Linked DNA regions of Sus scrofa: regions 1, 2, 3, 4 and 6 are each linked to region 5. A link is a contact called in public HiChIP or PLAC-seq data. All regions are on one chromosome and are shown on one strand. Each heading gives the region's core, a stretch centred on a gene start, on an enhancer-like site or on the middle of the called end of the contact. The rest is flanking DNA. Distances are from core to core; before and after follow the strand shown. Region 1 has its middle 220 kb from the start of AGR2. Region 2 has its middle 90 kb from the start of AGR2. Region 3 has its middle 190 kb from the start of AGR2. Region 4 has its middle 160 kb from the start of AGR2. Region 5 overlaps LOC110255481 (a long non-coding RNA gene). Region 6 overlaps LOC102158500 (anterior gradient protein 3).

Region 1 (4,365 bases), core at 1,822-4,321, 570 kb after region 5:
TAAATTCAGAACAAGGTTAAGTTTGGATTCAGGTAGATCTATGTTTAAATTCTAGACTTGCTGGCATTTACTTCCTATGTTTCTATGTTTTCTCTCTGAGTTTGAGTACTCATCCACCGTTTGAGCCTTGTACCACCAGTGAGGATTAAGTAGGGGAAAACACAGGTAAAATACCTACAATACATGTAATTTACAGAAGAGTCTCAAAAGCTATTAGTTTCTTGCCTATTATGAGTGCTGAGGAACAGATGAAAAATCTGAGAGTTGGAAATAGAGACACTTCTTCTTTAGCCTTCTTATAAAGCAGCAGTACTAGTTGGGATTATGTATACTATTATTTTTTTTAAATAGTGCTAATTGAGGACAGACCTTTATTTTCCTCTTGTATGAAAGTATAAAGGGAGGCAATCTAGGATGGCTAACAGCTACTCTGCTCCATTATCTCTTCAGGTACCCAGGCTCTTTCCAGCCACCAATCTGCCATAGCTGGGGTGTGGTCATTGTCCACAGTCCAAGATGGCAGCATCTGCACTCCAGGTAGCATGATGAAGGAAAGGCAAAGAGACGGGGAGACAAAGGGGGTACATTAGCTGTTTTTTCAGGACAAACTGCCATAACATAGTCAGCCTATATTATATTGGTTGGAACTTAATGACAACATTTTGTTACAAAGGAGTCTGGGATATGGGATACATAGTCTTTATTCCAAGTAGCCATTTGCTAAGCTAAAATTTGTCACTATGGCAAAAAGGAAGATAAGCTATTAGGGGGAAAATTGTAGCTGTGCTTCAGACACCTTTCTACCTAAGAAGGACAAAGGGATAACTTCACATATTTCCATTCCTATCCTACTGATTGTCTTCATTACAAATAAACTTTGCCTACTCTGCCTTTCTGTCCTATTTCTTTTCGTTCTTTTGGAAAATACAAACAGAGGGGCTGACATGAATGAAGGACGTCATCTCTTTCCTTTCCTCTTTTCACTTACACTTGTCCTCCCCTGCCCTCTCCAGAACCAGAATTTCCATGGCAGGTAACATGCATTTCAGGCAAGTACTTTCTGACTAGAAGAAGGATCATGTCAATGGCTTATAATTGGTATTTAAATAGCAAAAATGCTTTCATGTTTTACAAATAGAGACGATTATGTGTGCACAAGTTGCTGAACTAGATTCAAAGGATAAAAATGTATCATAGGATAGCTCCCTTATGAAAAAAATAACAATACATTGATGTCTGCAAAGAACAAAAAAAGGTAGTATATAAAAACAACTTAATTTTGGTGAAGGGGCTCCTGAAGTTGCAGTTCTTCACTGAAATATCAGGCCAATGTCAGAATCTTAATCACTGCTCTCCAAATCTCTTAGGACTGCAAAATCAGGTCAGAGATTCCATCATGCACTCTCTGGTATGCACTCAAATTGTCAGCACAGGATGAAGGGAAGTGGTTTGTAGAAACTATTCCAAGAATAGGTATGAATATAATTTACACTCAGGCATTTGTTCTAACAAAAGAGCAAACACTGTGAAACTGAGATTTATGTCCAGTATAGCCAAGAGTAAATTACACTGAAAGTGAAGAACATACAGGGATGGGCAGAGCTATTTACTGCTTTGTCATGATGAGATATTAAAACAGAGTTGCTGGGAAGTTTCCACAAAGCAGCTAAGACCACAGCTAATATGAAAGAAATCTTATACTTTCCTAATTTGGATAATCGAGGTAGAGCCCTCCAAATAATAATCTAGGCTTTGAAATCCATTACCTGCAATAATTAGGAGTCATAAAACTATTTTGCTATTTTTTCTAGATTTGCCTAATATTCATTCCTTTTTGGGAAGTGCTCCCCACACATGTGCAATTTCATTTTAAATAAACTTTTTAGACTAATGCATTTTCTAGAAATGTAAATGCATGGTGGGAAAAGAAAAGAAAATATGATTATCACCCCAGGAAGGAAAAAAATTCATGACCCAATAATTTCATATAGACAAACTTCAGGCTATCTAAAAAAACCATTAATGTCTGCCAGAAAAACCAAGGTTTGCAAGGAACCAAAATTTTGGCTTCTCTTACTTTTATCTCTTAGGAAATCAGAGGTCACAACCAGGTGGGGAAGAGATTTTTTTTTTTTTTTTTTTTTTTGTCTTTTTGCTATTTCTTTGGGCCGCTCCTGCGGCATATGGAGGTTCCCAGGCTAGGAGTCGAATCGGAGCTGTAGCCCCCGGCCTACGCCAGAGCCACAGCAACGCGGGATCTGAGCCGCGTCTGCAACCTACACCACAGCTCACAGCAACGCCAGAGCCTTAACCCACTGAGCAAGGGCAGGGACCGAACCTGCAACCTCATGGTTCCTAGTCGGATTCGTTAACCACTGTGCCACGACAGGAACTCCCAGGAATAGATTCTCGATTGGGATTCACTCATTTTTTTTTCACAAAGGAAATGCAAAATCTAAATATTATGACAAATGACAAAAGCATAACACAAGTTACTCTCTAGAAGCTGTTGCATACTTGAATTTACAGATAATCCTTAGAAAGGACTTTACTCTTTCTCTTAATACTTACCTACTTTTTTCTATAAGTCTGTGCTTCTGACAACCGCATGTCTGTATACAATAGACAGACACTATTATACAATAGTCATGTATCATATTTGTGGATATATATATTCAGATGTACAATTAAAACATTCTCTAACATATATATACACGAAGGAAAGAAGTAAACATAAGGCATAATACTTCCTCTCGCCACATGGTTAACTTGCTATTTCTCCTGAATTTCATTTAAAAATTGTCAAATATGAGGGAATAAACCCAGAACACGTTTCTAGTCTCAAAGCATAGCTCTCATAGCCCAATATATTAATACATTCAGTCTTCCTCTAAAAATATATTTTTAAAATAAAATTCATGCTAAAAATGGATAGACCTTTCTTTGTTCATTGTACAAATTATTTTTCCAGGCCAACTGCTCACATCTTCCAAATGAATCTGCATTGGGAAGCCCTTGAAAAATTCAGATTGACTCATTAAGGGTTACTCTGTCATTGGTAGTTTTGACTCTGCTGGGCTGATATGTGGCAAAGGCCAGACTTCAACTTCCTCCTCAATAAAATTGGAAAACCAGTCAGGCATCCCTTCGCTTTGATTTGGACTATGTTGCTACTTGTCTCTAAGTGTTAAATCATCACCTATTATGTTCAGTGGGGATGTGTGTGTTTGTAACTTCTCTCCATTCAGTAGGTCACCCTGAAGGGTATTTTTTTGTTGGCCACACATTTTACATTGTAAAACTTACTCTATTTTCTGTGCCAAGAAATTCTGTTTGAAACAGAGCCAATGGTTCATTCCAGGAAAGGGAAGGATATCAAGAGTTTCCATGGCAATCAGTTAATGGAATTAAATTAGGCAGGAAACCTCTTCAGAATGCAAAGTGGTCTTGCAAAACAGAGTGGTTCGAAATATCCAGGAAGTGTGTCAGAGCAAACGAAAGAAATGGAGATATGAATACCTCCATAATGTAAATGCTCTGACACTAAAATAAACAATCAAAAACTCGCCTTTGTCCTATAAAAATAAACTCCCAAACAACTGTCATCTCTAATCAAATCCTTTGTTCCAGATGGTTTAGTTTTTTTAATCTTATCTCTTATGATCAACGTCATGTAAGAATATAAATCCAATTACTTATGGAGCCAGGAAAAAAATCTTTCATGTTATTGTTGTTAAATTTAGCTTTTACACCCACTAGTAATGAAATACAATTATAGCTATAGTACTGACTATAAAGTGAATCTTACACTTCACCACTGAGATCAGAAGGAACAACCAAAATTTATTTTAATGCAGAAAAAAAGAACAAATATGTAGAGGTCTTAGTTTGAAGAAAGAAAGTGAACTCTTAAAAATAGGCTCTTCATGGAAATTTAGATTATTTATGGTTTAAAAAATATCATTCTGCTTCCTGGATTACAGCAAAAAGAAATGAGTCTTTAAATTCCAGAAAATATAAGACTTGTAATAAACTAGGGATGCCCCACCTCCTGGTAAGTTGCCAAAGCTTCACAATAGTTGGTATGGAAGTACAGTATTTAACTATAAGAGTAACTATTTTTCAAATACCTTCAGATACCTCAATGGCCTGAAGTTTTTTGTTTGTTTTTGCTCTTTAAGAAAACGCTTCTCTTCTTCTGAATGGCCTTTTTTTTTTTTTTTTTTCTCTTGAAGAAGAGGATTGTTGGAGCAAACATCTCTCTCTCTCTCTCTTTTCTTTTTGGCTGCACCCACATCATGTGGAATTTCCTAGGCCAGGGATCAAATCTGTGCCGCAGTTGCCACCTGCACCACAGCTGCAGCA
Region 2 (4,061 bases), core at 1,243-3,742, 700 kb after region 5:
CAAAACAAATGTCCGAAAATAACAGGGAAACCACTTAAGATAGGGGTAAGGCCTCTCCAAGGAGATTGCATTTTACCTGAGAACTTGAGGATGAAGAGAAGTCATCTAAAGAAAGACCTGCAGCAGGGCTTCCAGGAAGAGAAAAGAGCACGTGCCTGTGTCCTGAGGCCAGAAGGACATGGGCAAATTGGAGGAGCTTGAGGAAAACCAGGGAATCTGGAGCCTCAGGAATAAAGAGAAGTGTTGCGAGAGAGCAGGCAGGAGAAATAGGCAGAAGCCATGCAGTGTTGGCCCAATAGGGAGCGTGGCTTTTATTATGTCATTAAAAAGCCATTTATTTGAGGTTTTATCTGGTCTTGCTTTTTAAAAAATATGACTTTATTTTTTTGTGAAGAAGGAATCAGATTTTCACAGAGTTAATAGAAAATGTGCTGGGAGGAGTTCCCATCATGGCTCAGCAGCAACGAACCCGACTAGGATCCATGAGAATGCGGGTTCAATTCCTGGCCTCTCTCAGTGGGTTAAGGATCCGGCCATTTGCCCTGAGCTGTGCTGTAGGTCTCAGACACAGCTTGGATCTGGCGTTGCTACGGCTGTGACTGTGGTGCGGGCCGGCAGCTGCAGCTCCAGTGCGACCCCTAGCCTGGGAACTCCCATAAAGAAGATGTACTGGGGGTGGTGGTTGAGACTCACATTTTCTTTATACAATATAAGGGCAAATAAAGGACAGGCATTAGCTTTGTAAGTGTATATAGAGACACACATAAGATATGAACCCTGGTGTCCAGTACTGACTTATAAATAAATCAAAACTATTTTAGGAAAACTGCCTGGTTGTGCTCATCTTGTGCTTTTTAAACAGACCTCATGCAAGAGAGATATCCTGCCTATAGATTTCTGAATCCTTGTCATCACTGGATTTCATAAGTGAGGAAAAGAATACTCTTTGTTCCCTGTGAATTTGATTCTTTAATATTTTGACCATTTTTCTAACTACAGAAGGTCATTAGAATTCCAGTCATGGTTTGCTTGGACTTGACATGCTAAAATAACTTTTAGCCACAGCTTGTATTTATAATTCTCTGTTGTGCAAAGAGGCTGTTGACAGGAGATCATTCTGGAACCATACAAACGAACTCCACCTCAAACTGTTTTCTCAGGAATGTTCAAGGTTTTATAGTATACTGTGGTTTCAAATTTAGGATCAAATTTGGAAATGAACCACTTTTTGTTCAGTAAAGCAGAACTAAAATGTCACAGCTGTGAAGATGTGTGTCTTTTCTTTTTTCTTTTCAGACAGTCTTCTCATCCCAAAGACTGTCATGAGCACCACCAAGTGGCCTGTGCAGATTTTACAAACCTCTCAAGACGTCACTTGATTATAAGGTTCCATCCAAAAACCTCTGACCATCTGTTTACATGAAGAGTAACTAGTTTTTAAAAATTTTTTAGTTTTTATACATTTTTTAAAGGTTACATTCCACTTACAATTATTACAAAATATTAGCTATATTCCCAGTGTTGTACAAGGCATGCATACCTTTTGAGAGTGAATGACTCAGAAATCCATTTGTTAGACTTCCTCAAAATTTAACCACTGACTAGTAATCACTGCTGTGGCACTAAGCAGAGCTGTGTAGTCACTGACTGTATTATCAAAAGTAGATGCAACGATAGAAGGGGGTTAAAAGTAAACCCAACACTTTAGAGGGCATTCACGTTACTGATGCAGGCTAGCACCCTTCACACACATGTAGCTACACATCCCTATGGGTTCCTGGGGCAAAGCCCACCTTCACTGGGCAACTCTAACCTAGGAATAGGAAAGAGATGAATTGCTGTATTCTCCGTTTCACATTGTAACATTTCTCATCCCAAAGACCAACCACATAAGGTTCAGAGATTTTTCAGCTGATATCCCACCTGATCTTTTTTTTACCTATTCAAAATCAAGGTTTAGCAGTACTAGAAAATGAGAAAATGATGCTTAGAGGACAGTGCAACAATGTCATCCCCTTCTCTGGTTACTGATATAAACCTTGTCTGTCCTGTGGGGAGGAGGAGGAGGGTCACCCTGGGTGGCTTTAGGTAGAGTATTGACTTGAAAGCAACACCTTGAAGAATGTCTCCCAGAGCCTCAAATCCTCGGCCCTGCCCAGGCCATTCATGCCTCACTTCCGTTTTGACAAACAAAACTAAAACAGATTTTAATGGATCAGGATTTATTCAACACCTAGGAATTTGGTTTCACTTTAAGTTCAAGGAATGTTGCCTGGAAATCATTTCTAACAAAAATTAAGATTTCATGAACCAGTTAAAAACAAATGTCATTACAGTTGAAGAAATCATGTCACAACACACTTGCATAGTATTTCTGAGTCTGAAGTATTGCTGTTATTAAGAAAAACACATATGTGTATATATGTATCTGTATAAACAGATTTCTAAATAGATGGTGATTAATTGTTGCCTCAGGTCCCAATAAGGAATTAGAGGCCTAACAAGTGCCTGATTTGCCTGATCACACAGAACAAGGAAGTAGTAGAATCCTCTGGTGTCACTTTCACACTCATGGGGTATTTTGCAGTTTATAGGATGCTTGCAGCTCCTTTTGTCCCTTTCATTTGAACCTTAGAAAAAAGAGTGATATATCACCCCAATTAGAGTTAAGGAGACTGTGATTCAGAGAAAATAAATGACATGTTAGTGGCTGGAAGCTGCAGGCTAGAACCCAGCCAGACTTGTTCCATTCTGCAATAATTTGCATTGATTTCATCATTTTCAAACACTAGAGTCTTTCATTTTTTTTCTCCCAAGAACTGAGCAAGATGGGTAAAGCAGACATCATTCCTAATTAATTAGTAAAATAACTGGTATTACAGGGTTCCCACTGTGGCACTGTGGGTTAAGGATCTGACTGCAGTGGCTCCGGTCACTGCCGAGGCTGATTAGATCCCTGGCCTGGGAACTTCCATGATGTGCCACAGGTATGGCCAAAAATTAAATAGAATAACTAGCATTAAAGGGAGGAAGTGGTTTGTCCAAGGTCAGGCAGAGCTAGAGCTGCGAACACAACCAGGTCTCCTGGATTCTCACTCAGTTTCCTTCCTAAGATTCTCTACTGGCACCTTTTATATTCTAATAATCATCTACTATAAGAATCAAAGCTGAAGTGATTGAAACCCAAAGAAACAGGGAAACATATTGAGATGAAAATTTTCCAAAGAAAAAGTGAGTTCAGAAAAGGAGATTACTTACCTTAAAAGTTTTTACTTAATTAAAAAAAAAAAAAGGTTTTACTTACATAAAATCATCAAGAGGGAGCAGAAGAGGCATAAAATGCACAAAAGTCATGCTTGAAAGAAAAATGTCTGAGAAGGGTTCTAAGTTAGAAGATGGTGAAAAAGAGAGAAGTGGGGAAGTCTGAAACTCTTTAAGTGGTTTTTGGACTTCAATTTCTACGTGTCACTTTAATCGCAAATACTGACCTGAGAAAAACACCCTGGTCTATAAAAAGGCAAAATTGCCTGGAGATTTTAAATTTAGTAGCAAAAGATTCAAAAGAAATGGATATCCAGAACTGCATCTTCCAGTCTGATGGATAATCAGGTTTGAAAGTTACATTTGCACTTTCATGTAAGGCAAAGTAGGCTGATGGCAGGCAGCCCTGGACAGTGGAGCGACCCTCTTAGGAAGCCCACCACGAGACCCAGGGCTACAAAGTTCTTTCAGAAATGGGGTCAGACATCCTGGGTCCAGGTCTGTTGTAAAATGGTGTGAATAATGAGCTTCATCACGGTGACCCCATTTAAACCAACCAAACACTTGCCTGCATTCTTCCCATCAATTTGCTCACAACCCCATTGTGTAGGTACCATGCTGATTCCCATTTGATCAAACCAAGGCCTCAGACCAGAGGCACTGCTTGTTTGATTCCAAAGGTCACTGCTTTAACCTCTCCTGTTGGAAACTAAAATGTTTTTCATGCTAAATGATAAACTGGCTTTCAGGTTTTGTTTAATGAGTCTTTCGTGAACTTTATTTATAAATCCATCCCTACA
Region 3 (4,476 bases), core at 1,476-3,975, 600 kb after region 5:
ATCATTGCTCCTGAATGAGTTTAAGTCAATCAGATTACATGCACCTCCTGATAGGCTGGCTTTCTGGGCAGCCTCACAATTGATTCTGCTTGCACACTTGAACCAGACCTACCAGGACCTAGACCTCTTCTTGTGAGGTAACTGACAAGTCAAGGATCAACTTCCCCCAGGTAGAGAAACCATCTGCTGCCAGGCATAAAGAAAATAAAGTGTACAGTCTCTTGGCTGTGATTCTGTGAGAAGTTGGTGAGATTCATAAAGGGCTAAAACCATTTTCATGTACATGAGAACAGCTCACTCTGTCCTTGGCCTTTAACACAAGGAAATCATGGATTTTTGCCTATTTGCTTTGTATTGACTACTTAAACAAATTCCTACTTATTGTAATGATTTTTGGTTAAATTTTTAGTGTACAATCATATTACCTTTATTTAAGGATAATGTTGCCTCACTCTTTCAAAAAGTTACTTCAGCTCCAAAGCAGGTTATACTTGGTTTGAAGGTTGAAAAGAGTAATGAGCTTTCTGAGTATTTTTGAGATACATGGATGTAAAGACAAAATGTTAAATACAGAGTAACAGAACTCTGTCCTGTTTTAGTAGTAGTTTAGATGTGAGGCAATGATGAACTGTTTTAGTAGTAGTTTAGATTTGAGGCAATGATGCATGAAATGGGATGGTTGCTTAAAGGAATACAGACAGAGAAATCGCTGAAGATTATTTTCAATTTTCAACAATTGCTAGATGGGGAAGATAAGTAGGCAATAAAAAATAACTTCAACATTTTTAATAGGCACCATGAACAATAACTAACCAACAATAACCATAGGTGCTAGATTTTTATAGATGTTGAAATATATTATATGATAGAAACCTAAAAGGAAGATTTAAAAAGTAAATAAATCTGACTTCCTAGTTTATAAACAGTGCAAATCAGATCAAGAGAAATCAGCAGATATTTATTTTCTGCTAACTCCATGATCTCATACAATCTTGTTAAATAAAACCAAAATATCTCACAATAATTACATTTTTATAAAGTCTTCACACTACACAAAGCACTACGAATACGTTGCATGTAGAAATGATCCCTAGAGAAACGCTGAGAGTTTTTTGACCCTAAAAATTCCTAAAAATGTTTACAGCCTATAAAATATTTTCTGATTTCAGCTGATAATCATAACCCATCCGTTATTCTCTTGCAAATCCCACTCTACCGGTGAAACTCTATTTACCCTTTAAAGCAATCTTTTCCTCTTTCCTTGAAGCGGGGGCGGGGGCGGGGGTGGGGGGGATTAAGGGGCGGAGTAGATGAAATTGGAGTAGAGGCAGCAAGTTGCTAGACAGGAAAAACCTCAGTAATGGTGACTTTCCTGGGCAAAGGAATAAATCAGAAGATCACAGAGTGTACTGACGACTCTTCTATGCAGCCGTTGTGGATCTCCACAGATAGTCATTATTTCAGGACTCATAGCTCAGGAAACCATATAGCTGCTGATACGAGTGTATCTGCCCTGTTTCCATCTCCAAAAACAAAATAAAAATTATTCCTAGCGCCCTTTCCATCACCCTCCCTCACCTTCAAATCTTTCCCATCCTTAGCTTAACTCATTTCCCTTACTCAAAGGAGGGCAAACAGTGGCTTGTGTTGCTAGCACAGTCAAACCACAGAGCGCATTGCCATCCATGTTTTCCCTGGTCTCAACTTTCCAGATTATTCTCCTGGCCAAGTAAAGATTTTAGAGAAAGCAAAAGAAAATTTTATGAGAAAGGTTTAAAATAAAACAAAGTAAACCACAAGTAATTCTATTTATTCCATGATAAAACTAACTTTGTTCAGCATTACTTCTACTTAAAAAAAAAAAAAAAGGTACGTTTCCAAAAATTCGTAAACTCCTCTTGGTAGAATAGTTTATTCCTTTAGTAAAGTGAAGGTGTCTGTAATAGATTCCACTTAAATCCCCTTTTGTTGCAACTACTAAAAACACTGTCAAGAGTTTAGTAAAAATAAGATTGCTATTACAAGCATATTTTTCCAAGTAACATTCCCTCTCTCTCTATTCCACTTCCTTTTTAACTATCCTGCTCTTTTCAAATGGTCAAGGGTCATTAAGAGAGTGGAGTAGTGAAGATAACGAGGGTCTGGATAATGTTGATGAATAACAAAAAAAAAAAAAAAACAGTTTTATGCACACTTTTAATCTCCCAAAGTTATTACCATGTGAGAAATTGATGTCTGTAGCTAATGATCTTATCCCAGACTCTGATCTAATTTTGAAAATGCAAGAACAAAGCACATGCTGCTTCTATTCCTATTTGCTTACCCCATTTACTGTGACATCTGCAAAAAAAAAAAAAAAAATGGATTATGAAATAATTTTCTTGGGGATAGTTTTTGAGAAGTATTTTTCCCCTTTTTTTTTTTTTTTTTTTTTTTTTTTTGTAGTTTCGGGACACTGGTCTTGGGTAACTTCTCTGAGACCATGCTCCCAGAAGTAGCAGCTGATTTGACTAATGTTGGCTGCCTCTCAAGTAGTCCTAACAACCATTCTCACTGACTCTATCTGGCAGGTACTCCTAAAACACTCAGTCATTCAAAGTAGGTGACCCAAAAATATCCCAGTCATTCATGCATCTACTCAACAAACATTTATTGGTAGAGTGTTATGTTTGCAACATGAAAGTAATGTTTCTGTGATCAACTAATAGCGAACCCTTTATACCTAATGTACTCAAATCTCTTAGCTCCCCCTATAGGGAGGATTGGATTAAAGTAGGGAGTGAAGGGAGAAAAATTCAAAGGCAGGCTCAATTTCAAGTAGAGAATTAGAGTCTGGAAAAGTCCATTCCTGCTGTCTCAAAAGAGCAACCACAAATAACGATGCTACTTGTACAGCTGCCTGATAGAATGAGTCAAGGAAGAGCATACTTTCACTATTTAGTGACAGAAGCAATAACATCTATCACAAAATATATATATATTTTTTTATAAAATATATATTATGAGAATATATTGTATATATATTTTTAAAAATTCATCTCTGCTACTAATCATTCTTTTTACTCCCCTGTTTCTTGTGCAGTTATGTATTAGCATTAGCAAAGGCTTTTACTGATGCAGCAATTACTCAACATGAGTTTAAATTTCTATTAGGTTTGTCTAATGCATTAATTTGCTAATTATTCATAATTCATAACTCGTTCACTATTCATAATCCAGTAGTTCAATAAACATCATCAATTAATATGTATATAAACTCACAATTTCTCCCCTCCATGTTTATCCTGAAATAGAAAAGCAGACCTGTACTAGCATTTCCAATTCAGTGAGGTAGGAACTCAAATCAGAATGTGTATAAGGCACAAAGTCCTGTGGCAACACATCAAAAATGATGTGATCAGTTCTGTGTCATTGATAAAAGGGATGAGATTTAAAATCTCAGAGATAGATATCTGCTGATTTCTCCATCAAGTCAGACTGATCTGGTTTGAATAGCTTTTATATTGTTCCTTACTCCACACTTACCCTGACAACACAATAATTCAGACTGTTATTAGCAAATATCTAAACTATATAGTTTCCTAAGTGGTTTCTACACTATCCATCTTTCTCTCATTTCATCCTGAACATAACTACACATTTATCATCTGGTATTACCTTTTGTTCAAGCCTCCAGCCCCTCTCATACATAATTTTTTTAATATAGAAATAAGGTTAAATGCCTATAATTTCAGGACACTATGATCAATCGAGGCTATATCATAATATAGAAGTACGTGTTGTAAATGTACATCCACTTAGAAGGTTACAAAGCAATATCTGTGTAACTGCAAATAAAATCATGGGGTATTACAGCACCCCAAAAGTCCCTTCATATCCACAGTTTACAACTCCTCACTTACAGTTCTTTCCCTCTCTGCTAGAGGTAACTGCTATACTGTCTGCTATTAATTGTCATCTTGCCTTTTGTGGCAGCTTGATTGTAATCACAGCTTTGTTGGACAGTTAGATATGAGCTCAGATTTATGCTGACACTGCTGCACCCAAAGTGCTTGGCTTGCGTCTTTCAGCTTTTCAGCCCCAAGACCTTCTACAAGCCTGCACGAATCACAGGAGGGGAAGTCCACACACCCTCTACCAGTGGAGAATGGGAACTGATGGATAAATACTCCAACCTCCTGTCCATCAAACATAATCTTGGCAGGTATTCTGTCCTGTCTTCAGGGTTCCTGGCTCTCAGCAATGGCCTGGGAAATACACAAGTGTATGGCCTGGTCTTTCTTCTTCTTCTCACTCTCTACTCCCTTATCCTGCTTCCTAAAGTCTCTTTCCATATAAACTATCTGCCATTAGCCATTGACTCATGTTTTTCTTTCATGAAGAACAAGACCTCCTTTTAATAATTTCACAACTTATTATACAGTCTTAACCAACACATTTATCTTTGTATAATTTCATAATTTAAAAAATGAACTG
Region 4 (3,896 bases), core at 1,013-3,512, 620 kb after region 5:
GTCATTTGTTAAAAATAAAGTATGTTTTAAAATCAAGGACTTGCAGAATAGACTTGTGGTTGCCAAGGGGGAGAGGGAGGGAGTGGTTGGGGAGCTTGGGGATAATAGATATTGCCTTTGGAATGGATTAGCAATGAGATCCTGTGTGTAGCACTGGGAACTATGATGGAGCATGATAATGTGTGAAAATAGAATGGGTACATGTATGTGTAAATGGGTCACCATGCTGTACAGCAGAAAAAAAATTGTATTGGGTAAATAACTATTAAAAATAATAATACTAATAAATTAAATAAAGTATGTTTTGAGTTCCTTTATGGTGCAGTGGTTAAGGATTCAGCATTGTCACTGCAGCGGCTCAGGTCACTGCTGTGGTGCAGGTTCAGGCCCTAGCTGGGGAACTTCCACATGCACCAGACACAGCCAAAAAATTTTTTAATTTTTTTAAAATAAAGTATGTTAGTTCATAATTACAGTTATTTAGTTGATAGAGATTGCCTTTTGTTGCAGAAAATGTTTGTCATACTTGAAAGATTTTGAAAAAAATCTTAGTGCTATTGAACCTGTTCAGAAATTATTGTCTGGTGATGCATAATTTGGAATATTTCCAAATTTAAGAGTTAGTGAAATGTCAACCAACCTAATATTATTTATTATTTTAAAATAATATTACCCCTCAGTGTCACCCCTGAAGCCAAGATTTTCATATTTTCATAGTCGGGTTCATTAACCACTGAGCCATGCCAGGAACTCTGAGGAAGTACATTTTAATATTTACCCCTGGAAGACAATGACAAGGTATTTTATTTTGCTCAATTAGAAACCCAAGGGCTTCTGTGGACCTGGTGTCTCATTCAGGGTGTCAGAACCCAACCTCAATGTGCTGGGAAGGTTTACCTTACCCAGGTGTCTGTCAGCATCACTATCATCACCATAGTTGCTACTAGTTACTGAATGCTTCCTATATACCAGACACTATCTTCCCATTTCCCCTTTGGAAGACAGTTTTGGCTTTGAAAATGCCTCTGCTTTCAAAGTTTTTAGTATCAAGTTCTGCATAACAGAAACCTAGACCACGCCTCACACTTAGCTGAAGCTCAACAAATGTCAGTTTTGCTTCCCTCCTCCTGCGTCCCTTGCCATTCTAGGTTGAAATGGCTCTTAATTATATCATGGCCTTTCATTAATATTTGAAAATTTCTAGTTGCTCAAAGTTCAAGTTCTGGAGAACTGAAATGTTATTAACTGGTTTCTTAAGAGGTTTTAATTTCCTTCAGAATATTCTGAAAACTGCCTGGGTCCCAGTTGGTCTCTGGAATGCATTATTTGTGCCTCTTTCTACTTTCCCCTCTCTAGTACAGTCATGTTTCTAGGCAATTGCCTCTAGGATCTTTCCATGCTAAAATAAAGAAAGTCAGCAGAGAAACTGGTGAGATTGAGTCCAAGTTGAAACCAATCCTTTGTTTCATATAAACACGGAACCTGATGATTTCTCAGTAGCACCATTATGTAGACACTGACTGGTTAGAGGTTGTAACCTGTAAGTACTTCATATCCACATTATGTAATCCAACTAGCACAAGTGGAGTCATCTGTAACATATAAAACAGGTACATTTTAACAAATAAGTTCAAAGTGGCTGGCTAGTGGACTGAACAAGAACCAGGAAGAGGTTACCTAACCAAGCTGAAAGGATTCCTTTAAGTACAAGTTTCAAAAATTAAACTTTGCTTAATGGGAGAAAGGATTTTAATTGGCTTATACAGCACAAGGAGTGGTACTCAAAAGATGTTCTCAGAAAGCTCACTTCAGTCCTCCATCTGCTATGCTTTCCCCTGTGTTGGCTCTATTCTCAGACACGCTTTCTCTCCAGGTAGTGCTAGAGATGGCTTCTAACAATCTCAGAAGGAAGGGCAGGGCCCCCTGCAGTGGCTTCAGTAAAAGACATGATTTGCATCACTTGCCCATCCTGGGAGCAATCACTGTGAACACAAGGAGAGAACAATGACCAGGCCAGGGAGAGGTGCCCAGCCCTGGCTGCAGAGAATGGAAGCTCCAGTCCAATCCCACTGGCATAAAATGGGGCAGGAGACTGGCAGGAAAAGACTAACGCTTACCAGTTAGATACATCCTCTTGAAAATGTGCAGAAGAGAGCTTTTCGAAAATAGAGGAAAAAGATTCATAAGTCCATGACCTAAGCATCTGGAAATCAATGTGACTCGACATGGTTAGAAAGCCAGAAAAATTGCTGCTCTGATTGAGTAACTGCAAATCTCAAAAGAGAACTAAAGAGAGGAGGAAGCTGAAGAAGCCAGTATGAATACATAGAAACATCAACAAAAACAAATAGAAAAGCATGTTAAGAAGTCTAAATTTTAAGATGTAAAATGTCTATACACTTCTACAGTCAGTAAAATGGGCTTATTACTGATGCTTGAAGCAAAAAGTTGGTCAGAGATATGAGACTGTCTTCTCTTTCGTTTTTTTTTTTTTTTTTTTTCTTTTTAGGGCCACATGAGGCATTTTGAGGTTCCCAGGCTAGGGGATGAAGCAGAGCTGTAGCTGCCAACCTACAACAGAGCCACAGCAAAATGGGATCCAAGCCGCATGTACAACCTACACCACAGCTCATGGCAATGCTAAATCCTTAACCCACTCAGCAAGGCCAGGGATCAAATCCACATCCTCATGGATACTAGTTGGATTCATTTCCGCTGCACCACAACAGGAATTCCGAAACTGTCTTAAGACAAATTTTTTGGAAGAACATGAAGAAGGAAGTCCTGAATACCTATTTAGTCTGTTCTCTCCTTAAGTTTTAGCAGTGCTGACTGATGCCACCCAAAGGCTGTTCTCATCTCCAAAGCAACAGAAATAACTTTCACCAGAGTTGCAATGAACCTAGTCAAGGATTACATTTTACACCTATGTGTGGCCCCTTACAGCTCAGTGTGGCCATTTGACAAAGTTATGGAAAGCAAGAATAAGCAGGTTATTTAAAGAAAGCTGTCTCAGCAGTGAGTCACCTTGCCCCTTCTACTTCCAGCTACCTTGAAGACACAGGTAATGGATGGAACTCCAGCAGCTTGTTGGACCTCGGGGCATAAGAATGACAGAGCAAAAAGAAAGGAGGAGATGGATCCTTGCTCACCTGGGATCACATTTACCTCTATTTTGTTGAAGGTGCTGTGGATTTTGTGTTTTCTGTTATTTACAGGAAAATATAACAAATAAAATGATCTTCTGATTGAAAAATTTTGAATTGACTTTGGTAAGCCAAGATAAGGAAAGAGAGTCATTTGTTCAATACAGCAAAATATGCTTTGTGGCCAAGTCAGTGGTGGCTGTAGTCCCTGCCCTAGAGAAACTTAAATAATTATGTAATAACTCTAAATTAATGAAATGTCACAGCAGGGAAAGCCTAGCTAGGGCAAGTGAGAGTTTTAAAGTGAAATATGATGATAATTTAATAATCATAAAGTATAGAAAATGCAAAAAAGCTGGATATGAGGAATTCATTATAGTTTTTCCAAAAGGAGAGATAATTTAGAAATAACAGCTTTGTATAACAAAGTTCTAGGACAGATTATTTAAAATATGGTTTCTAAACAATGGACAGGGAAGCAGTGATGACTGAAATATGTGGCAGATATACCAAAAACCAGTTATAAAGAATTACTTTATTTTCCTCTGTGATAAAGAAATGCAGCCCATGAATTTTTCAGCGAGAGTTTGGCTGAGATGTTTCATAACATTCTTTAAGGTGGAAAAACCAGGCTGAGTGTTTGGATAATTAGGTGAATTTGTAACTGGACAACTAGTAATGATTCTAATTAAAAGATTAATACCAATCTAAAGAGATTTCTAGTAGCAATTCACAGGAGTCTCCTTTGTG
Region 5 (4,047 bases), core at 1,001-3,500:
AATATTTATGTAATAATTCTTAACGTATCATTCTTCCTTTCCTTACATCACAAGAATATCATGGAGGCTTTAGGAAACATGTCTACAAAAAAACTGTACATTGTAGCAAAATGAGGGCTTTAGGGTGGAAATCTCCAGGTGGAAAAAATGGGATCAGTAGACTAGCTGATATATTTGACCGTGTGGAGGATTATTTTGAGAGGCTGTTTGAAAGTGAGGGTATAGCTACAGTGACATAGAAATGAAGCTAAATAAATAATAAAAATTGGAGAAATGTTACTTTCTAGAAAAATAAAAGTGGTACATTAAGGAAGGACTCACCTTCTTTAATGTATTCACCACTTGGTTTAGCAGCAGTTTATACACTCACAGTAATTTAAAGAAAAATAACAGAGGTGGAAGGAGGTAAGGATAGTAGTTATCTTTCAAAATAAGAACTGAATATATTATACTTAAAATTGATAAATCTAATACCATCATAAGCACAGTTTTTAGAAACACAGAGATAAATACTTGAAAAACAAAAAGCAATAAAAGCACTTGGTTTGGATATTGAGATGAGTTAGAAGTGTAAGGCAAGGGGCAGCAGTTTTTTAATATGCTTTTTTAGACTCTTATAATAGGTCTTTAAAAAAAAAAAACATGTTTCACACAATATCCTATGTTTCTGGGTCAAGTTTTACAGAAAAATCCAGATTTGAAAGTATTGGAATCCAACTCAAGCCTGTGCTGGTCCTGAGAACTGAGGTTACTTTGCAAATGGACTTGTGTCCTTGCCTGCCCTTCCCCTGCCCCCACCCCACCCCTCCCTCTGCATTGGGATTTCTAGTTCTCCCTTTGGTGAATCTCTGTGTTACTGTTTGTTGAGAATGTTTATTCAAAGTTCAACAATTCCATTCAGTTTTTCTCCAATTTCTGTTTCTTATTTTATTTTTATTTTTTATTTTTTGCTTTTTAGGGCCACAGTTGTGGCATATGGAAGTTTCCAGGCTAGGGATTGAAGGGAGATACAGCTGCCAGCATACACCACAGCCACAGCAACATGGCATCCAGGCTGTGTCTGTGACCCACACCACAGCTCATGGCAATGCCAGATCCTTAACCCACTGAGCAAGGCCAGGGATCGAACCTGTATCCTCATGGATTCTAGTCAGGTTCATTAACCACTAAGCCACGAAGGGAACTCCTTTTTTTTCTTTTAATTCAAGTATAATTTTTAAAGAAAATATTTAAAAAATTACACATCGAGTGTGATCCTAATAATACAACATTTTCTTTTTCTCTCTGCCTGTCTCTAAAGCTACCAGAAGTGTCTGGATTGTGTTCAGTAAAGATAGTATAGGCTAATCTGGGAAGCAGGATATGGTTGATTTATTGCCTTCTTTCTATGTGACTTTTTATATTGCTTGACCTCATTTAAACAGAAAACTATTATTTTTGTAAAAAAACAATATGAAAACTTGAAAATAATTTCATCCAATTACCAACTCATTTTGAAACTCTTTGATAACTGAAATGGCATTTTTTTTCCCCCTCTTTACCACTCTGAGTAACTAGTTGCGAGGACTAGGTCCTTATCAAGGTAAACCTTGTGCTTCTCTCCAGGTGTATTTGTATGTACGTAAGCTTTCTGAAGTCAGATACTGTGTGTGTGTGTGTGTGTGTGTGTGTGTGTGTGTGTGTGTGTGTGTGTGTGTGTGTGTGTGTGCTGTGTTCAAAGCTATATCCCTAGTGCCCAGAGCAGTGCCAGGTGCATGGTAGGCCTTAAAAAAATTCTATGAAAGACTAATTGACAAAGAACTTGGGGCACATTTTATAAGATCTAGTATGTTAGCAAAAAGTGTTTATAAGAAGTACAAATTAGGAGTTTGGGATTAACATATATACACTACTATGTGTAAAATAGATAACTGACAAGGATCTACTGTGTAGCACAGGGAATTCTACTCAATATTCTATAATAACCTTTACAGGAAAAGACTCTGAAAAAGAATGGATATATGTATAACTGATTCACTTTGCTGTACACCTGAAATTAACGCAACATTGTGAGTCAACTCTACTCCAATTTTTAAAAAGTACACACGTTACCAGGTATTCATCATGCCCTTTTGAATATTCTCATAATGCCTATTTTTTTTTTTCCTCTAAGATCAGTTTCATAACGCAGCTATCAGTCCCAGAGAACTGGAAGTTTTGGTTGCATAACTGTCCTTAGTTGTTCCTCAATTCAGCATCACTGCTGACCAGTGTAAGATGGGTGTGACGTGCACTGCCTTTTCAAAAGAGCCGTGTTGGGAAGCACTGACTCATAGTGTAGTGAGAAATGGAAATGACGACCCAGATAAAGAATGTCTAAGCCATTGACGAACCTAACAGAGCTGTGGAGGGTGGCATGGGTGTCCTCACATGCCCACTGCCCCGATTGAGCTGCTTGAGCTGAGACATAGAGTCATGCCTAGGGCCTGGCTCTGACTTTGCAGGGTCCCTGCTGCCTGCTCCCTCCTTCCTCTTATTCCTGAGGCTCTCGGGACTCAGTCAGCTTCCCTTTTCTGTGTAAACCTACTCCTGGCTGTGGGTTAAGAAGAACCCTGCTTCCTCCCCCACCCACAGTGTTCTCCTTGTCTCTTTGCTCCTGTAGCATTTTGGATACAAGAAACGGTGCTAGTTCACAGCTTGCATTCCAGGTTTGAAACACTTGGGTTTGAACCCTTTGCCCTCTTATGGGCTTTGATAAGGCACTCAGCACCTCTAGAGCCTGTCTTTGCTCATCTGTAATAGTACCTGCCTACAGTATTATTGTGAGGGACTAAATAAAAATATTGAGGTAAAGCACTTAGCACAGTAGTCACTTTTTTCTAAGCAACTTGAGCATAAAGGTTGCTCAATAAATCTTTGATTAATGAGTAATTGCATATAAGTAGGTGTACATATTATAATATCATCTATAGCTATGTATAATATAGAATGAGGTAAAAATGGTGTTTTGAAACTCTAATTTGCTTATGACTGTGGATAACATTATTAGAATAATTATGTATAGCATTATTAAAACTCTGGGTTAATTACATTGGAGATTTTTCCTCACTATAATTGGAATTACCAAGTTTAATTATTCTTGGCTTCAAGAAACTTAAGTCTTCAGGACAGTAACAAATCACCAAGAAAGGAGACTGGGCGCTAGAAATGTAATTCTCTGGGCCAGTTTTGGATTAAGCTGAAGGGAGAGGATGGAGAAGATTTGAGACCGCTTGATCCCTTGGCGGCGGGAAGGTGCTGTGGGTCACTCCTTGCTGAAACCTCTCTTTCATGATGCCCAACTTCTCCCAGGGACAGATTTTTCACAGTAGGCAACCTGCTGGGTGAATACACTCACACACACTGAAAGTCAAGAAGGTAGGGTGGAAGAACCAACTTCTGGGGGAGGAAAAGTTGGCTACTGAAATTATGGGTTTTAACTGATGCTGTATTCAAGTGGATGTGTCCAGAAGACTTAGGAGATAAAAATGTTATGAAGGAGGAGATGTGGCTGACAACACTGAATGCTATGAGATATCACGGAGCCTGAGGACTGAGATAAGCTATCTGAAGTCTTTTAAAGCTGTTTAATTTCTTTTTGGATATCTGTTCATCTTGAGGGTGCTTGTCACACTGTTTTGTTGGCAAAGAGAATCACAAAGTCTAGTTAAGATAAAGCTGGTTTTGATTCTACAGATAAAACTGAGGATATTTTATTAGAGAGATCTGTGATACAGGTCAACCTCATTTTATGGTGCTTCGATTTATTGTGCATTACAGATATTGTAATATTTACAAATTAAATGTTTGTGGCAATTCTGTGATAAGTTCATTGATGCCATTTTCCCAAGAGCATTTTCACACTTTGTGTCTCTGTGTCACATTTGGTAATGTTTGTGATATTTCAAGCATTTTCACTATAATTTTACTTGTTATGGTGATCTGTGGTCAGTGATCTGTGATACTACGGTTGTTACTGTTTTATGGTGGCTTGGAGCATGCTCTTAAAAGATGGCAAACTTGGGAGTT
Region 6 (4,356 bases), core at 254-2,753, 720 kb after region 5:
GGAGAATGACTTTAAACAGAAACTCAGAGAGGAGTTCCCGTTGTGGCTCAGTGGCTAACGAATCCGACTAGCAACCATGTTGCTCAGTGGGTTAAGTATCCGGCATTGCTGTGAGCTGTGGTGTAGGTCAAAGATGTGGCTTGGATCCCGCATTGCTGTGGCTCTGGCGTAGGCTGGTGGCTACAGCTCCAATTAGACCCCTAGCCTGGGAACCTCCATATGCCACGGGAGTGGCCCAAGAAAATGGCAAAAAGACAAAAAAAAAAAAGAAGGAAAAGAAACTCAAAGAAGGTATTTGAAATAATTTTTCATTAAGATTAAAATTCATTATAAGATTAAAAATATTATCCTCCATGAAATAAATTTTCTCAAATTTAGCAGATAAGCAACTACAGGAGAATTTTCTTAATTTACAGTATCATCTACAGAAAATTATCAGTTGAAGGTGATGACAATTCCAAATATATTAACCATAAGAACAACTTTGAAGATAACTGCAGGTTAATTTTATGGAAAAAAATAAATAGAAGATCACATTAAGATCAAATAAATAAATAAAGACCAATGGTATCAGAAATATCTTCAGAAAAACACCAGCCACCTGGTATAGGAGGCAAGTTTAGCAAAGAAACTGATTAACATTAATACACACAAAGAATAATTTTTTAAAATTTGCTATGATGTGGACTTCGTATTGTGGCTCAGCAGTTAATGAATATGACTAGCACCCATGAGGATGCAGGTTCAATACCCGGCCTCACTCAGTGGGCTAAGGATCTGGCGTTGCGTGAGCTGTGGTGTAGGTCGTAGAAAAGCGCTCAGAACCTGCACTGCTGTAGCTGTGGTGTAGGCCAGCAGCTACAGCTCTGATTTGACCCCTAGCCTGGGAACCTCCATATGCCATGGGTGTGGCCCTAAAAATCAATAATAATAATTTGCTATGATGTATATGAATATATTTTGAAGATTTTTACTTTTGAGAATAATTTTAATAGAGTATTTGTAATCTATTGTGCAATAAAACCAATTCTGGTTCACAAATATGTATTTCAAAAATTATTTAAAACTATATAATTCCAATGGCTTTCAGGACCTCCTTTTACTCTCAGACTTGTCCTGGTTTAAAGGACATAGTACATGGTCACGCTAATGGGAAAGAACCAACAACACTGATCAGCTCAGATGTAATTTCACTTCCCCTTTAGTACTTCACTTTCTGTTTCTCATCCTCACCCACTATTGAAATAGATGATACGCAAGAAGTTGAGCAAAGATGTCCTAATATTCTGAGATTTTTCTATAATCCACTACAAGTCAAGAACAAGGCGAAAGCTTTTCCACTCTAAGAGGAAAACTTAAGGATCAATGCCCAACTGTTTCTTTGCTTTGTAAGTGCTGAATTTAAAATTAAAATTTTAAGTTCCTTGGGAGTTTCTGTCGTGGAGCAGTGGAAACAAATCTGACTAGGAACCATGAGGTTGAGAGTTTGACCTCTTACCTTGCTCAGTGGGTTAAGGATCCAGCGTTGCCATGAGCTGTGATGTAGGTCATCACAGCTTGGATCTGGCGTTGCTGTGGCTGTAGTGTAGGCTGGCAGCTATAGCTCCGATTCTACCCCTAGCCTGGGAACCTCCATATGCTGTGGGTATGGCCCTAAAAAGAAAATAAATAAATAAATAAATAAGTAAATAAAATGAAAAATAAAATAAAATAAATTGTAAGTTCCTTAAACTGCAGAGGGAAGGATTCTATTTCAATGTTATATTCCAACAGGTTCCCTCTGAGAACCCTACAGATGGGAGAAAGCACAATTGGACAAACACACAAATCAGTACTATAGAAAAAGGAGAATACAACCTGGCTACATGGGGGCTCCCTCAGAATCACAAGGAAGATTCAATGGGAAAACCATAAATTTACGATATCAAAGGAAAAAAATTACCATATAAATTTACTATATAAATTACTATATAAATTTACTATATATATATATATATATCCATTTTTAAAGAACAATCGAGTTTTCGGAGAACAGTGAACAATGGCAACCTTCTTCACATAACAAATTAACGAGCACTATGTTTAAACTACGAAAACTACTCTGTCTTTTAGGTCAGAAGCAAGATAGTCACCACCTCAGCTCTTTAGTAGTGCTTTTTAAATATACCGAGTATTTAGACAAAAAAAGAGAAAGAGAGAGAAGGGAGGAAGGAAGGAAAAAAATGTGTTGAACAATCCCCTAGATTTGAGATCAGCCAACTTCTTCTGTAAAAGGCCAAAGAGTAAATTTTTTTTTTTCTTGTCTTTTTAGGGCCACACCCATGGCATATGGAGGTTCCCAGGCTAGCGGTCTAATAGGAGTTGTTGCTACCAACCTACACCGCAGCAACACCAGATCTGAGCCTCATCTGCTGCCTACACCACAGCTCACAGCAATACTGGATCCTTAACCCACTGAGCAAGGCCAGGAATCGAACCCTTGATCTCATGGTTCCTAGTCAGATTTGTTTCCACTGCGCCATGATGGGAACTCCCAAAGAGTAAATATTTTGAATATGGTCCCTGTCTCAGTACTCCACTTGGCTATTAGAATCCAAAAGTAACCATAGATGGTATATAAGGAAAAGGACATGGTTGGGCTCCACCCAGTAATTTCTATCTATGTACACTGACATTTGAATTTCATACAATTTTCATATGCCACAAAATATAACTCTTTTGATTTTTTTTTCCCAACCAATTCAGAATGTAAAAATCATTTTTATCGCTTGGGTTATACAAAAACAGGTGGGCCAGACTTGGTGACCCTGCCATAGGTTACTTTAACAATAATTAAGTCCGAAAATAGAACTTGGAGTGGTGTGTGTTTGGGTGTGTGTGTGAATGAAGGTGAGTGTGTGAGAATGTGAGTGTGAGTGTGTTTGTGTGTGCGTTCGAGGTGGGGTGAGCAGAGAAAGGCAATACTGGTGAAGAGGAAGAGAATTTTCCTTTTTTTTTTTTTGACACTACTCCACACTTTAAAAATATTCTATCATAATCATGGATTAATTATAAAATTTAAAAAACTAATTATTAAATAAATATAATCATATCTAATTGCCTTTTTTCCTGTTCTTTTTTTTTTTTTTTTTTTTTTTGCATGGTAAGGTCAAGGGTTTAATAGAGAGACTATAAAGAGTCATCAAATTATAAAAGTGTTAAATTTTAAAACAACATTTTTATTTCTCTCCTATCTCTTTCTCTCAGAAAAATAAAAGGCTCTTTAGTTGTTAATTATATTCCTGTAAACAGAGTAAACCTTAGGAATTTAGATTTGCTTTCTATCTAATCTGCAAGCTTCACTGACCTTTCATCAGGAACAATGGTGTACACACAGTTCCTACATTCATACCAGTTCCCTTCTCCCCCTCACCTTTTTGGGTGTTGAACTCCAGCCAAACATTAAATTACCTTGGGAAGAAAAAGGTAGGAGAGAAAAAAGCTCAAAGATGGCATTGGGCCTCATTTTGTGAGGACACTCAATCTTAATTTAGAGAAAAAGAGAAGAGACTTTTTATTGAGTGTAAGAAGCATGAGAACTGGAAAGAACAGATTTTTCAGACAAGCCTAGTTTTGTAAGTTTAAAGGAGAATCATGCTTGTGTTTCGATGCAGGTGGGACTGTCGATCAGGTGTATGTGTTTGTGTGTCTGTTTGTGTCTATAAATCCACACCCATTTTTCACCAGAAACATCCAGGAATACACTTCTGGCAAGAGCATGGACTAGTTCAGGTAAGTAAGCAAAATTTCCAAATGATTCAATCAGTGATCAAACTGTTATATTTAAAGGATCGAATTATCGCTGTTCAAAATTAAGGTCTTGAGTAAAGCAAAGGGTACATTCAATAAAATGAAACGTTTCTTTTTTTAATGAACTAGATTTCCCTGGTTGCCTTCATATTTTTACTTTCTACTTATGTTAATGATGTTATAATCAACAACGACCAAAAATGACCCTTTAAATATTATACTGCAAGTAACAATTTTTTCTCCTTGTTTTCTTTTGTAGAGGATCTTTTACGTAACATTAAGTGACTTCTGTTATTTTTGAAAAAGAAAACAGTAGGGTCAGAAAATGCTAACTACCAGTGTTTATAACACCTAACCATAGACATTTGTTTATTTGCTTCCTGAATATACTGTGGGCTGCTCCAGGGCCATGACCTTGACGAAAGTCATCTGTGTCCCCCAAGTAGCTTAACCAACGTATCTGATACTAGAGGATCATATGTAATTCATGTTCTATTTACCAATGAAATTCCTGTTCATCCAAAAATAATAATAGATAAATGGATTGGCTTTGTCATAGAATACATT

The links. HiChIP or PLAC-seq counts read pairs in DNA pulled down with a chosen protein or histone mark.
Region 1: an H3K27ac HiChIP or PLAC-seq map of alveolar macrophages shows a contact between it and region 5. The contact joins two enhancer-like sites. A contact is called at or near these places in 1 of 47 Hi-C or Micro-C datasets (embryonic fibroblasts) and 1 of 2 datasets of contacts at active chromatin or transcription factors (alveolar macrophages).
Region 2: a contact with region 5 is called in an H3K27ac HiChIP or PLAC-seq map of alveolar macrophages. The contact joins two enhancer-like sites. A contact is called at or near these places in 3 of 47 Hi-C or Micro-C datasets (embryonic fibroblasts, mesenchymal stem cells and retroperitoneal adipose tissue) and 1 of 2 datasets of contacts at active chromatin or transcription factors (alveolar macrophages).
Region 3: a contact with region 5 is called in an H3K27ac HiChIP or PLAC-seq map of alveolar macrophages. The contact joins two enhancer-like sites. A contact is called at or near these places in 1 of 47 Hi-C or Micro-C datasets (embryonic fibroblasts) and 1 of 2 datasets of contacts at active chromatin or transcription factors (alveolar macrophages).
Region 4: an H3K27ac HiChIP or PLAC-seq map of alveolar macrophages shows a contact between it and region 5. The contact joins two enhancer-like sites. A contact is called at or near these places in 7 of 47 Hi-C or Micro-C datasets (brain, embryonic fibroblasts, fetal heart ventricle and 4 more) and 1 of 2 datasets of contacts at active chromatin or transcription factors (alveolar macrophages).
Region 6: a contact with region 5 is called in an H3K27ac HiChIP or PLAC-seq map of alveolar macrophages. The contact joins two enhancer-like sites. A contact is called at or near these places in 1 of 47 Hi-C or Micro-C datasets (embryonic fibroblasts) and 1 of 2 datasets of contacts at active chromatin or transcription factors (alveolar macrophages).

What each region holds. Positions count from the first base shown.
Region 1 is chr9:86,268,822-86,273,186 of Sscrofa11.1, reverse strand. No RefSeq gene overlaps it. Among named protein-coding and RNA genes, the nearest start is that of AGR2, 220 kb to the right of the region's middle. Within about 2 kb of position 3,071, at least 3 of the 83 cell types and tissues checked have an H3K27ac peak or open chromatin away from gene starts, as enhancers often do. A contact at or near this core is called in alveolar macrophages, where this site is marked.
Region 2 is chr9:86,141,457-86,145,517 of Sscrofa11.1, reverse strand. No RefSeq gene overlaps it. Among named protein-coding and RNA genes, the nearest start is that of AGR2, 90 kb to the right of the region's middle. Within about 2 kb of position 2,492, at least 6 of the 83 cell types and tissues checked have an H3K27ac peak or open chromatin away from gene starts, as enhancers often do. A contact at or near this core is called in alveolar macrophages and retroperitoneal adipose tissue, where this site is marked.
Region 3 is chr9:86,240,015-86,244,490 of Sscrofa11.1, reverse strand. No RefSeq gene overlaps it. Among named protein-coding and RNA genes, the nearest start is that of AGR2, 190 kb to the right of the region's middle. Within about 2 kb of position 2,725, at least 5 of the 83 cell types and tissues checked have an H3K27ac peak or open chromatin away from gene starts, as enhancers often do. A contact at or near this core is called in alveolar macrophages, where this site is marked.
Region 4 is chr9:86,212,262-86,216,157 of Sscrofa11.1, reverse strand. No RefSeq gene overlaps it. Among named protein-coding and RNA genes, the nearest start is that of AGR2, 160 kb to the right of the region's middle. Within about 2 kb of position 2,262, at least 4 of the 83 cell types and tissues checked have an H3K27ac peak or open chromatin away from gene starts, as enhancers often do. A contact at or near this core is called in alveolar macrophages, where this site is marked.
Region 5 is chr9:86,837,089-86,841,135 of Sscrofa11.1, reverse strand. The region is part of intron 1 of LOC110255481 (a long non-coding RNA gene); the gene reads left to right. Among named protein-coding and RNA genes, the nearest start is that of SNX13, 250 kb to the left of the region's middle. Within about 2 kb of position 2,250, at least 18 of the 83 cell types and tissues checked have an H3K27ac peak or open chromatin away from gene starts, as enhancers often do. A contact at or near this core is called in alveolar macrophages and retroperitoneal adipose tissue, where this site is marked.
Region 6 is chr9:86,115,423-86,119,778 of Sscrofa11.1, reverse strand. LOC102158500 (anterior gradient protein 3) reads left to right here. Exons shown (of 9, transcript XM_021063960.1): 2 at 3,727-3,771. Among named protein-coding and RNA genes, the nearest start is that of AGR2, 64 kb to the right of the region's middle. Within about 2 kb of position 1,503, at least 4 of the 83 cell types and tissues checked have an H3K27ac peak or open chromatin away from gene starts, as enhancers often do. A contact at or near this core is called in alveolar macrophages, where this site is marked.